Regions from separate parts of the Mus musculus genome. Here region 1 is linked to region 2. A link is a contact called in public promoter capture Hi-C data. All regions are on one chromosome and are shown on one strand. The core of a region is the stretch at or near the end of the contact, and the rest is flanking DNA. Distances in the headings are between cores, read along the strand shown. Region 1 overlaps Gm51669 (a long non-coding RNA gene). Region 2 has its middle 110 kb from the start of Dpt.

Region 1 (4,775 bases), core at 852-3,351, 340 kb before region 2:
ACCGCGGCTGTTTCTCGTTTCTGTCACTGTGGATGGAGCAGTTCCATGATGCCTGCCTCCCTGTCATCATGGACTCCAACATTCTGCAACTGTGAACCAAAATAAGCATTCCTAGGGCCCAGCAAAATGGCTCAGTGGGTAAAGACACCTGTCCCACAAGCCTAGTACCTTGGTTCAATCTTTGGAACAACTTCAAGATAATAGGAGAGAGCCGACTCTATAAAGTTGTCTTCTGACATCCAATCATATTACCACCAACAGTAACAAAAATAGTAACAATGATGATAATAGACCTTTCCTTTTCTCTTAGACTGTTTTATTAGGGATTTGACACAGAGATTGGTCTCCAAAGACTCTGTAGACCCTGTCAAATTGCTGGGATCAGCATTAACCATAAGGCTAAATACTTTTTCTAGTTCCACCCACTTAGCTGTAAATTTCACAACTTTACTTTTCTTTATGGCTGAGTAAAATCCCAATGTGTAAATGTCTTACATTCTCATTATCTGCTCATCAGTTGATGGACATGGGGGCTGTTTCCATTACTAGGCTGTTATTAACAGTGCAGTACTACATGGGGCTGTACACATATTTCTGCGGCAGGTTATATAGTCCTTTAGGGGTATGTCCAGGGGTGGCTTTGCTGGTTCATATGGTAATTATATCTTTAGGGTTTTGAGAAACTCCATTACTGATATCTCCAGAGGCTGTACCAGTTTACAGACCCACCAACAGTGAGTAGGGCTCCTTGGGGAAGCATTTTTGTTACAACCGTGAGGATCAAGAGGTGGAAGGGTAACCATAGCTTTCTTTCCATGTTCATGGGTTTTGAATGAAGTAGATGGGAAATATTTTTAGAATCATGTCCGGGCAGAACACATTAAGACCCCCTTCCTTGTCATTGTTTCCTATGCAGGCAATGTATCAATTTTTACATGACATTTGCATTGGGTTAGATATTAACTTAGTATTTAAAACATACAAAAGGATGAGAATAGCTCATATGCAAATATTAGGTGATTTTACATAGGGTACTTGTACATGGTGCTCATAAGAGAACGGAGGGTCTTGGTATTAATTTTCTGTGAATTGGGAGATCGGTCTGTAGTAAAGGTAGGAGAGATGCATCCGGTATTTTTCTTGTTGCTATGACAGAAGACAGAACAGCTGAGAAAGCAACTTAAAAGAAGAAAGATTTGCTTTGGCTCATGATTTAAGAGGGTGTGTGGTCCATTATGATGAGAAATGATGGTGATGCGAGTGTGCAGCAGCTCATTATGTTGTACTCACAGTCAAGAAGCAGAGAGAGGAAGGCAGTGTCCCCCTGCCCCCATGCATTTGGGTGGCCCATGGGTCGCTGCTACCCATATCTTCCCTTCCCAGTTAAACCTCTTTGGAAGATCCTTCACAGACACACTCAGAGAGACGTCTCCTAGGTGATTCTATATTTAGTTAGGTTAGCAATGAGGATGGGCCCTCATGTGTTTAGATAATTTTCAGCACTGATTGCTAGATTCTCTCATGGCAGCTCAGTTACTGTCCAAGCAAAGCTAGGGTCAGAAAGGGACAAAGAAAGACTGAACATGTCCTTAGACTATGAAAATCTAGTTATGCTTCAGGATGGATTTTTTTTTTTTACTTGATGAAATAATGAAAAATAAAGTTCCCCAAACAGTAAAAGCTGTGGGAAAAGACGGTCTCCACGTAAGTTATGTTGGTGATTCTGCCCACTGTTTGTTATCTTTTTATAGGAACGGAGTGAGAGCTTGTAGCATGTAGTTTCTACTACCCTGCTTTAAGCTCCAGGCAGACTGTGCTACCAGCCACTGCCCTGGTTCCGAGGGACCTGCAGATGAAAGACACACAGAGCTCATTTTGAACCTGCCTTATGGCTTAGCGGCTGGGCTCTTCTAAGGCTCCCGCAGCCAGCGTGCTTTTACCTTCACTCATTGCTCAACACTGTAAATCTGCCCTTAGCTTGGTTGCGTTTCTAATCTCCCGCCTGGGGAAGCAGCCAATGACTACTCCACCGGACATCTCATGTGGCCGATGACTCTCTCTCCCTCTGAAACAAGGTGAATTCCCTTTCCAATCTTGCATCTCCTAGCCTGCCTGCGGGAACCTCGAAGTTCCGCCTCCTCTGCCCAGCCATTGGTTGCTGGTATCTCTATTGATCGATCGAGAACCAATTGAAGAACAGGACCTTCAGCATTCACACAGGAATTCCCAATCAAAGCATCAGAACCGCCCCCTACAGAGCTAAGGCCTCACGTCTCCTGGGTGAAATGTCTGTATTCTGAGGCAGTTATCATCAGAATAAGAAGAAAGAGGCCCACAAGTGTGTGCGCCTCTGCGGAGACTCTTGTTCCCTCTTCCCCAAATACACCGTTTCTATAATATACGATATTATATATAATACTATACTTCTAGATAATACTAAATACTATAGTATTGTATAATTCAATAATACTAAGTATAAATTGCTTGATAATAGTATATACTCTAATACTAAAGCCACCACGTCCTACTTTGATCCAGTTGATATGAGTTAGCACAGAGTTCTAGGATCCCTGGGTCACCCCTCAGCCTTAGACTCAATCCCTATAAGGATCTTTCTAGAGATCATCAACCCACCCTGAAGGCATAACTCTCCATTTTTATATACCTGCACAATACCACTCCCAATGAATACTTGTTCCATGCAGACTGGGACTTTCTGCTTTGCTCACCTCTGTATCCTCAAGACCGTATAATGACAAATACGGTTGATAAATACCTGTTCAAAGCTTAAACCCTGTTCACTGGGAAGAGCAAGGTTTGATTGGGGTGGGTCTTTGTATGAAAACCAGCATGTATGATGTCCCACAGCTGCTATAAACAAGAAGGCGAAGGATGCCCCTCTGAGCCTCTCGTGACGTCAGGCCTTCTGGAGTTATTTCAGCAATTGTTAAATGACACGGTCCACATGATAAACGGCAGGGCTTTCAGTAATGCTTAGCCATATTTGCCATTTGGCTTCCAGGTTTTCATCAGAGAGTACTTGCCGGACTATAATAGGGTTACCATGGTAACTGTGCAGCCTGATTTCTGAAAGCCTGGGGACATTGTTCCCCTCCTCACTCAGAGGAGGGCTCCATGGAATGGATTTTGCATTATCTCTTTCAAAGCCAGTACTAATAAGTACAGGGAGGTCAAAATGACTCCAAGAGTGGCCATGTAAGATCACATGGCTGCTACCCCCTCACCCTACCTCTGAGGCTACTTCAGAGTTCAGACAGCAAATGGACCCTTTAAAAAGTCTCTTAAAGGTAGTGGCTCCCACCTTTAATCTTATCACCCAAGAGGCAGAAGCAGGCAGATCTCTGAGTCTGAGGCCAGCCTGGTTTACCGAGTTAGTTCCAGGACAGTCAGGGCTACACAGAGAAACCATGTCTCAAAAAAACCAAAACGGCGGGGAGGGGGAGAGTTGATGGGGGAGAAGGAAGTCTCTTTCCCCACAAACCCTAGAGTCTATGAACACCTTGGGGGCAGTGCTGAGCCCTACCCATGCCTGCAGGTCTACAACCAAGGCCCTTTCACCAGTCTCCAACCCCAGAAGGTATGGTTGGTCAACACTGGGTGGGGAACTTGACTGAGCCTGGCCTTGGAGGTGGTTTTTATTAGGGAGTGTCAGATTGGACAGCTGCATTGCTGTATGCAGCCTCTGCCAGGTAGCGGGTTCCTTCTGCCTGCCCCTTGCTTTGTTCCACCCATGTTTACGTGTTTCATCTGAAGCACTGCACTTGAGAAGTGTGAAGTCAGAACAGCTGGGTGGATCTCTACAGAATATCTTTTTATTGAGAACCTGCAGGGACCTGCTTAATGTTAATGACTATTCTCTCTCTCTCTCTCTCATGTTTATAATTTATAGAAAAAGGCTCTATTAGAGTTACAGGGAAATAGACTCTCTTCCTTCTCTAACCTAAACAGGCCTTCTAATCTAATTATTTTCTACTTATGAATTGACCAATCTGCATGAGCAATGATGCCCAGGGGCCTCAGAGTTGGTTCTTAGGTTGTCTAACTGAACGATAACTCTCCCGTCTACTGCTGGCCATTTAAAAACAGCCTCCTCGTTTGGGAACACGTGCATTCCTCCTTTATGACCTGGATCCCTTTCACTGTTCACTGATGCTCCTACAAAGGATTGGTCAAAGAAGGTTGTCAGTTGGGCAGTGCGAAATCATGTGCTGGAAAAAGGATAGATTGGGCCCCCCACCTCCGGTTGAGGGACAGAGCCACCCACCCATCTCCAAAATTGTATCCCAGAATTGCTCCTGTCTAAAGGAAATACAGGGACAAAAAGTGGAGCAGATACTGAAGGAAAGCCCTTCCAGAGGCTGCCCCACCTGGGGATCCATCCCACCTGCACACACCAAACCCAAACACGATTGCAGATGGCAAGAAGTGCTTGCAGACAAGAGCCTCTCTCCTGAGAGGCTTTCCCAGAGCCTGACCAATACAGATGTGGATGCTTGCAGCCAACCATCAGACTGAGCACAGGGACCCTCCCCTCTCCCCAAATGGAGGAGTTAGGGGAAGAACTGAAGGAGCTGAAGGGGTTTGCAACCTCACAGGAAGAACACGATCAACCAACCAGACTGCTCAGAGCTCTCAGGGACTAAACCACCAACCAAAGAATGCATGGAGTGACCCATGGCTCCAGTCTCATATGTAGCAGAGGATGGCCTTATCTAGCATCAATGGGAGGAGAGGCCCTTGGTTCTGTGAAGGCT
Region 2 (5,034 bases), core at 2,079-4,578:
AATGATAAAGATGAATATGAAAAAGAAGAACAGATTTTTCAGAATAGTTGATCGCCTCACACATTCATGCTCTATGTCAATTGGGACTTATCTCTAAAGCACTCTCACACGGCGGTGTGCAGTTGATGAGGAGGTGGCCATGCTCTCTGTGAAGCTCAAGGAAAGTCTCCTAGAATGCCTCAGCCCATTGTCCAACAAGCTCTACTTCCCAAGGACGCTGCACTCCTTTGTCAACACTTATGAAGAGACTCAATCTTCACTTCCAGCGGCTGAATTCCAAGAAATCACATCCTCAAATGTATTGAGATTCAGAACTGAAGAGGCCATACTCTATGTAAATTGGACCACAGTCCATTTAAAAACCTAACTCTGTGTAAGTGTAGAAGTTACACTTCAGAGGAGACATGGGTGATTTTCTCAAGATACAAGCCAAGGTTATTTGTATTCGGATACAGCGAATTGCAAGTTTCCCCTTAAAGATCTATCTACCACTCTTGTATGTTGGCCTAATGCTCCTCTCCTGATCTATGTGTCCTGGTTAGTTTATGACATTTGAGGAGAGAGAACATCAGTTGCAATAATGCCACCACCACATTGACCTGTGAGCAAATTTGTGGAGAATTTTATTGATTGATGATTTCTGTGGGAGGACCCAGTCCTTTGTGGGCACTGTCACCCCTGGGCAGTTGGCCCTGGGATATATAAGAAGGCAGGCTAGGAGGCACTTCCCCAAGGATTCTGCTTCTGTTACTGCAGATAGTTCCTGCCCTGATTTCTGTCAGTGACAAAGTATGATACGAGAGCTTATGAAAACCAAACCAAAACAAACAAAAGGAAAAACTTTCCTCCCCAACTTGCTTTTGGTCTTGGTCTTTTTCTCACAGTAATGGGAAGCCCTTAATAAGACAATGCCCAGCCACTTTACTGTACCTGTTTCCCTGAGGCCAGCAACCTGCAAGCTACATTTCTTAGAATCCCAACCAGCACGGTTCAGAGTTAGACCCCAACCATAAAAACTGGGGGCTGAAAAAGCAGGAGAGAAACAAAAGGATTACAGCTCCTGCAGCAGCAATGGGCCATGGTGTGAACAGGGTGGGCCTAGTCAGTGGGTAGTGTGACGTTGGTCAGTGGCTTCCAGGTGCCCATCAGTGAATTGTGCCATCTGCTGCAGCAGCAGCCAAGGAGGTCAGTGATGTTGTCCTGCAGCTCTTTAAATTTCCTGATTTCTGGACAACCACTGGTAGCTTGCCCTCGCCTCTTTCTGAGCCTATATTGTAACTTCCCTATTAAGTCTTTTCCTGCTTCAAATACTCCCATTTGACCTCAGAGTTTTGATAATACCCTGATGCCATTTCTTCCTCTGCATTTTCTCTGAATGTCAATGACATTCTTGGCTTTCAGAGACCATGAATAGAGTATAGAGCAGGACTGGGGTGATAGGGAATTTTTACCAACAGGTTATTCAGGAAAAAAAAAGTCTTGATCTTTCCAGCTAAAGAAGGCAAGCTTCATGGTGTAGTTCATGGTGTAGTGTAGTAATTAGTTTTCTATTGCTGAGATCAAACACTATGACCAAAGCAGCTTATATTAAATTATTGTCATTAGATCCACAGGGATGGGTCCACTATCATCATAGCCAGGTAGTGTGGTAGTAGACCGGCATAGTGATTAAAACAGGAAGCTAAGAGACGAGGAGTTACATCCCACAAACCAAAGAAGAAGCAGGGAGAGAAAATTCAGAATGTTCAAGTCTTTAAGCTCTCAAAACTGCCCCCTCTGTGACCATACTTCCACTAGCAAACCCATACCTACCTAAATAGGGTCAGCACCTGGAGACCAAATATTCATATGTACAAGACCTATGGGAGATACCTCATCCAAACCACATCTCCTTTCAACAAGATCCAGGTAATGCTACAGAAGAGCATGATTCAAACTTCAGTGAACTGATTCCTTAAGCCTGAGCTTGCCAGTGATACAGAAATGGCAGCATGTCACTGCAAGAAAACAGGCGAGACTTTAGGAAGTGTTTGGTGTGACATGACCCCTTTTGATAGTCTTGAAAACCCCTTTTTCTCAAAAAAAAAATTAAGTATATAAAATAAAATATTATAATAGAAGACAATTATATTCAAGTGTAATTTCCAACATAAAAACAACTGCTTAGGAGTTTTTGTGTATGTGTGTGTATCTGTGTGTGTGCATGTGTGTGTATATATGTTTGTGTGTGTGTGTGTCTATGTTTGTGTGTGTCTGTAAGTATGTTTCTGTGTGTGTCTGTCTGTCTATGTGTGCATGTGTCTATGTGTCTGTAAGTATGATTCTGTGTATGTCTGTCTGTGTATTTTCTATATACCTGATGATTCCCATAGTTTCAACATAATGATAAAAAGGCACAAACATTTTAAATAACTCTTACAATGGTAATGGAATAAGGCTCAGAGTAGTTACAAAGTGACCATCAGAATTTTGTTATCTGTATTTATAGAGAAGGATAATAATGAATCTTCATTTGAGATTAGCAAAAATAACATTGTGAATTTTTTTTCACCCGAGTTCACACAGCCAGTGTTAAGAATTTCTCATTTAAATGTGTGGGAGGTCGTTTCTTACACTCCAATGTACTTGGGAAAAAACCTAGATGCTAGAATAAGCTCTAGAGTCTTGGATACCAAAATAGAGAGATGTTTGCAGTCTACAGTCTATAATGTGTGCATGCAGTGTTCTTGGGATAAAAAAAAAAATCAAAAGAATACTCAGACATGGTCAAGAAATTTTCTAGAAAGTAGAGAAAGGTCAAAATATTCAACAGAAAGTTGTTTTCTTCAGCACTAGCACTGTCTGCGGGTGAGCTGGACACAAGAAAGATGGCATCTCTTTATTGAAGGACCAGATAAGGTTGTCGTTGTCTGTGAATTCACTTCCTCACTTACGGAGGAAGAGGCAGCAACCCCCATCTCCTTCTCTGGAATACTCCTTGTTGAGATCTTCCAAAATATTGGAGCAAATTAAACAGAATAAAATCATTTCTTATTCTCCTTTTTGAAAAATATCACAATATCTGGTGTAAAGATTAATCCTATCTCCCCCAACCTTGGAGAATATGGCCATGGTTGGGAGTCCATACAAGGAGAGAAATGTCAATTTCACTCACATGCGCTGAATTACATGCTAGAAAATTCAGTTCTTTTGAACAACAGAAAAACGCTTTTATATTTAAGCAAGCATTTGTTCTTGGGAAACAAAATGTTCAGCTCTAGTGGTTGCCACAGCAACTGCTTGGGCTAAAAATACCAGATATTCCATAAGCAGAAAAAGTATGTAGTGAGCAAGGAAGAGGAAAGAAAATGGGAAATCTCCCAGAGGAAGGTCAATGACAGAATCCAGACTCCAAAGACCAGGGAGAGCATGTATCTTGGGGACTGCTTCTTCCCATGGGGCAATATGTTTGATAGAAACCTACCGCCTCTGCACCCTTCTTTTCTATCTGCCCACAACTTTCTCTTCCCTCAGAATCACATATACTAAGTATGAGTGGTCCACCTCTCCAAAAGCATCCTTGTCAACAGTAAGGGCATATCGAGCAAGGGTAGGTAGCATTTGCAGGAGGATCATCAAAGATAAAAACCTCTTCCCATTGTTCCTGCTTTTGAGTTGTCTGGTTTTTTTAAGGAATCCTTCCAGTGAAAGAACTGTTTAGGGGCTGGGGTGACAGTAATGTGCTTATCTACCAACCAAGACTAAGTACCTGAGTTTCCTTCCCTAGAACTCACATGAAAGAAAGAGGGGGAAGCCTGACAGGGTGGCTTACGCTTCTAATCCCAGTGCTAGTGGGGAGGCAGAGACAGGCAGATGCCTGTTAGTACTTGCCAACAAGCCAGCCTGACCTGTTTGGTGAACTCAAGGCCAATGAGAGTCTTTGCCTCACAAAACAAATTCGAATTAACTGAGGAACTACCATGAAGGTTGTCCTCCAGCTTCCACATGCATATGCACAGACAGACAGACAGATAGACAGACAGATAGACAGACAGACAGACAGACAGACAGGCACACACACACACACACACACACACACACACACACACGTACTTGTACACATGTTTAATAAGAGAGAGGTCAAACAATCCATTTTTTCTCTTGCTCCAGTGTCTGATAAGCTTTGGCCAATGTTGTTCCTTCACTTGGAGATAAGTGTCTGCCCTCTTCAGTCTACTTAGCTCCTCGTTGATGCCCATTGGCAGGGTCCCCGGCTTGTTGCAGTTTCTCTTCTTAGGTCTGTTCTTTCTTGGAAACACCCCTTCTAAGAGAACTGGCACCACAGATTTCCTACATGGGCATTTATTAGTCTCACTTGCAGGCTCCTGGGATCTAGAGCTTTGCAATAAATCTCTATTCTATTCCCCATGTGCCCAGCACGGTGCCCAAACCACATTTGTTGACAAAATCTGTTCTACTCCCAAGGGGGGAAAGAGGAAGGCTGAGTGATAGGAAATATTGGATCCTGTGGTCAGTGTACAGGTCAGGGTACTAGTTATAGTTTTGTATGACTTCCTCCATACAAGAGTGCCAAGCCCAGTACAAAACCCTCAAGCCCACACGAATGTCATTCTGTTCCCAGTGCTTTGGTCTAAAGTTAGGCAGCATGCTAGAAATGACGTAATAGTCATATCCTATTCAAATACACTGAGGACTTTCAACAATGACTCTATATTCCAGGAAAAACATTAATAGGATTTGGAACCAGAAGAGCGGGTCTCAGTTTCTCGCCCACACTGTCTTTCCTAGACAAGAGGTAATAGACAACGGACCCGTGCTTAGATACCTAACTTCTTCACTTGTACAAACAGGGTATTCAGATCACATTAGCTGGCAGAATTAGTGTGTTTTGGAAAATACATTCTGTTGTACAAACCGTAGACAACACCATGAGTTAATTCTTTCTACTAAATAAATCCCCAAATGCCTTCCCTTTAATCTCCTAAACCTATTTTCATTCCCATTTCCCTAGGTTAAGGCAAGGTCTCTAAATTC

Evidence for each region. Promoter capture Hi-C pulls out the DNA fragments that hold promoters and counts their contacts.
Region 1: a promoter capture Hi-C map of hippocampal neurons shows a contact between it and region 2, with 5 times the contacts expected there. The contact joins two enhancer-like sites. A contact is called at or near these places in 1 of 39 promoter capture datasets (hippocampal neurons) and 3 of 484 Hi-C or Micro-C datasets (cerebral cortex, forebrain and nephron progenitors).

The regions. Positions count from the first base shown.
Region 1 is chr1:165,016,262-165,021,036 of GRCm38.p6, reverse strand. All of the region lies in intron 5 of Gm51669 (a long non-coding RNA gene), which reads left to right. Among named protein-coding and RNA genes, the nearest start is that of Gm51669, 42 kb to the left of the region's middle. Within about 2 kb of position 2,101, at least 107 of the 459 cell types and tissues checked have an H3K27ac peak or open chromatin away from gene starts, as enhancers often do. A contact at or near this core is called in cerebral cortex, forebrain and hippocampal neurons, where this site is marked.
Region 2 is chr1:164,682,230-164,687,263 of GRCm38.p6, reverse strand. No RefSeq gene overlaps it. Among named protein-coding and RNA genes, the nearest start is that of Dpt, 110 kb to the left of the region's middle. Within about 2 kb of position 3,328, at least 26 of the 459 cell types and tissues checked have an H3K27ac peak or open chromatin away from gene starts, as enhancers often do. A contact at or near this core is called in cerebral cortex, forebrain and hippocampal neurons, where this site is marked.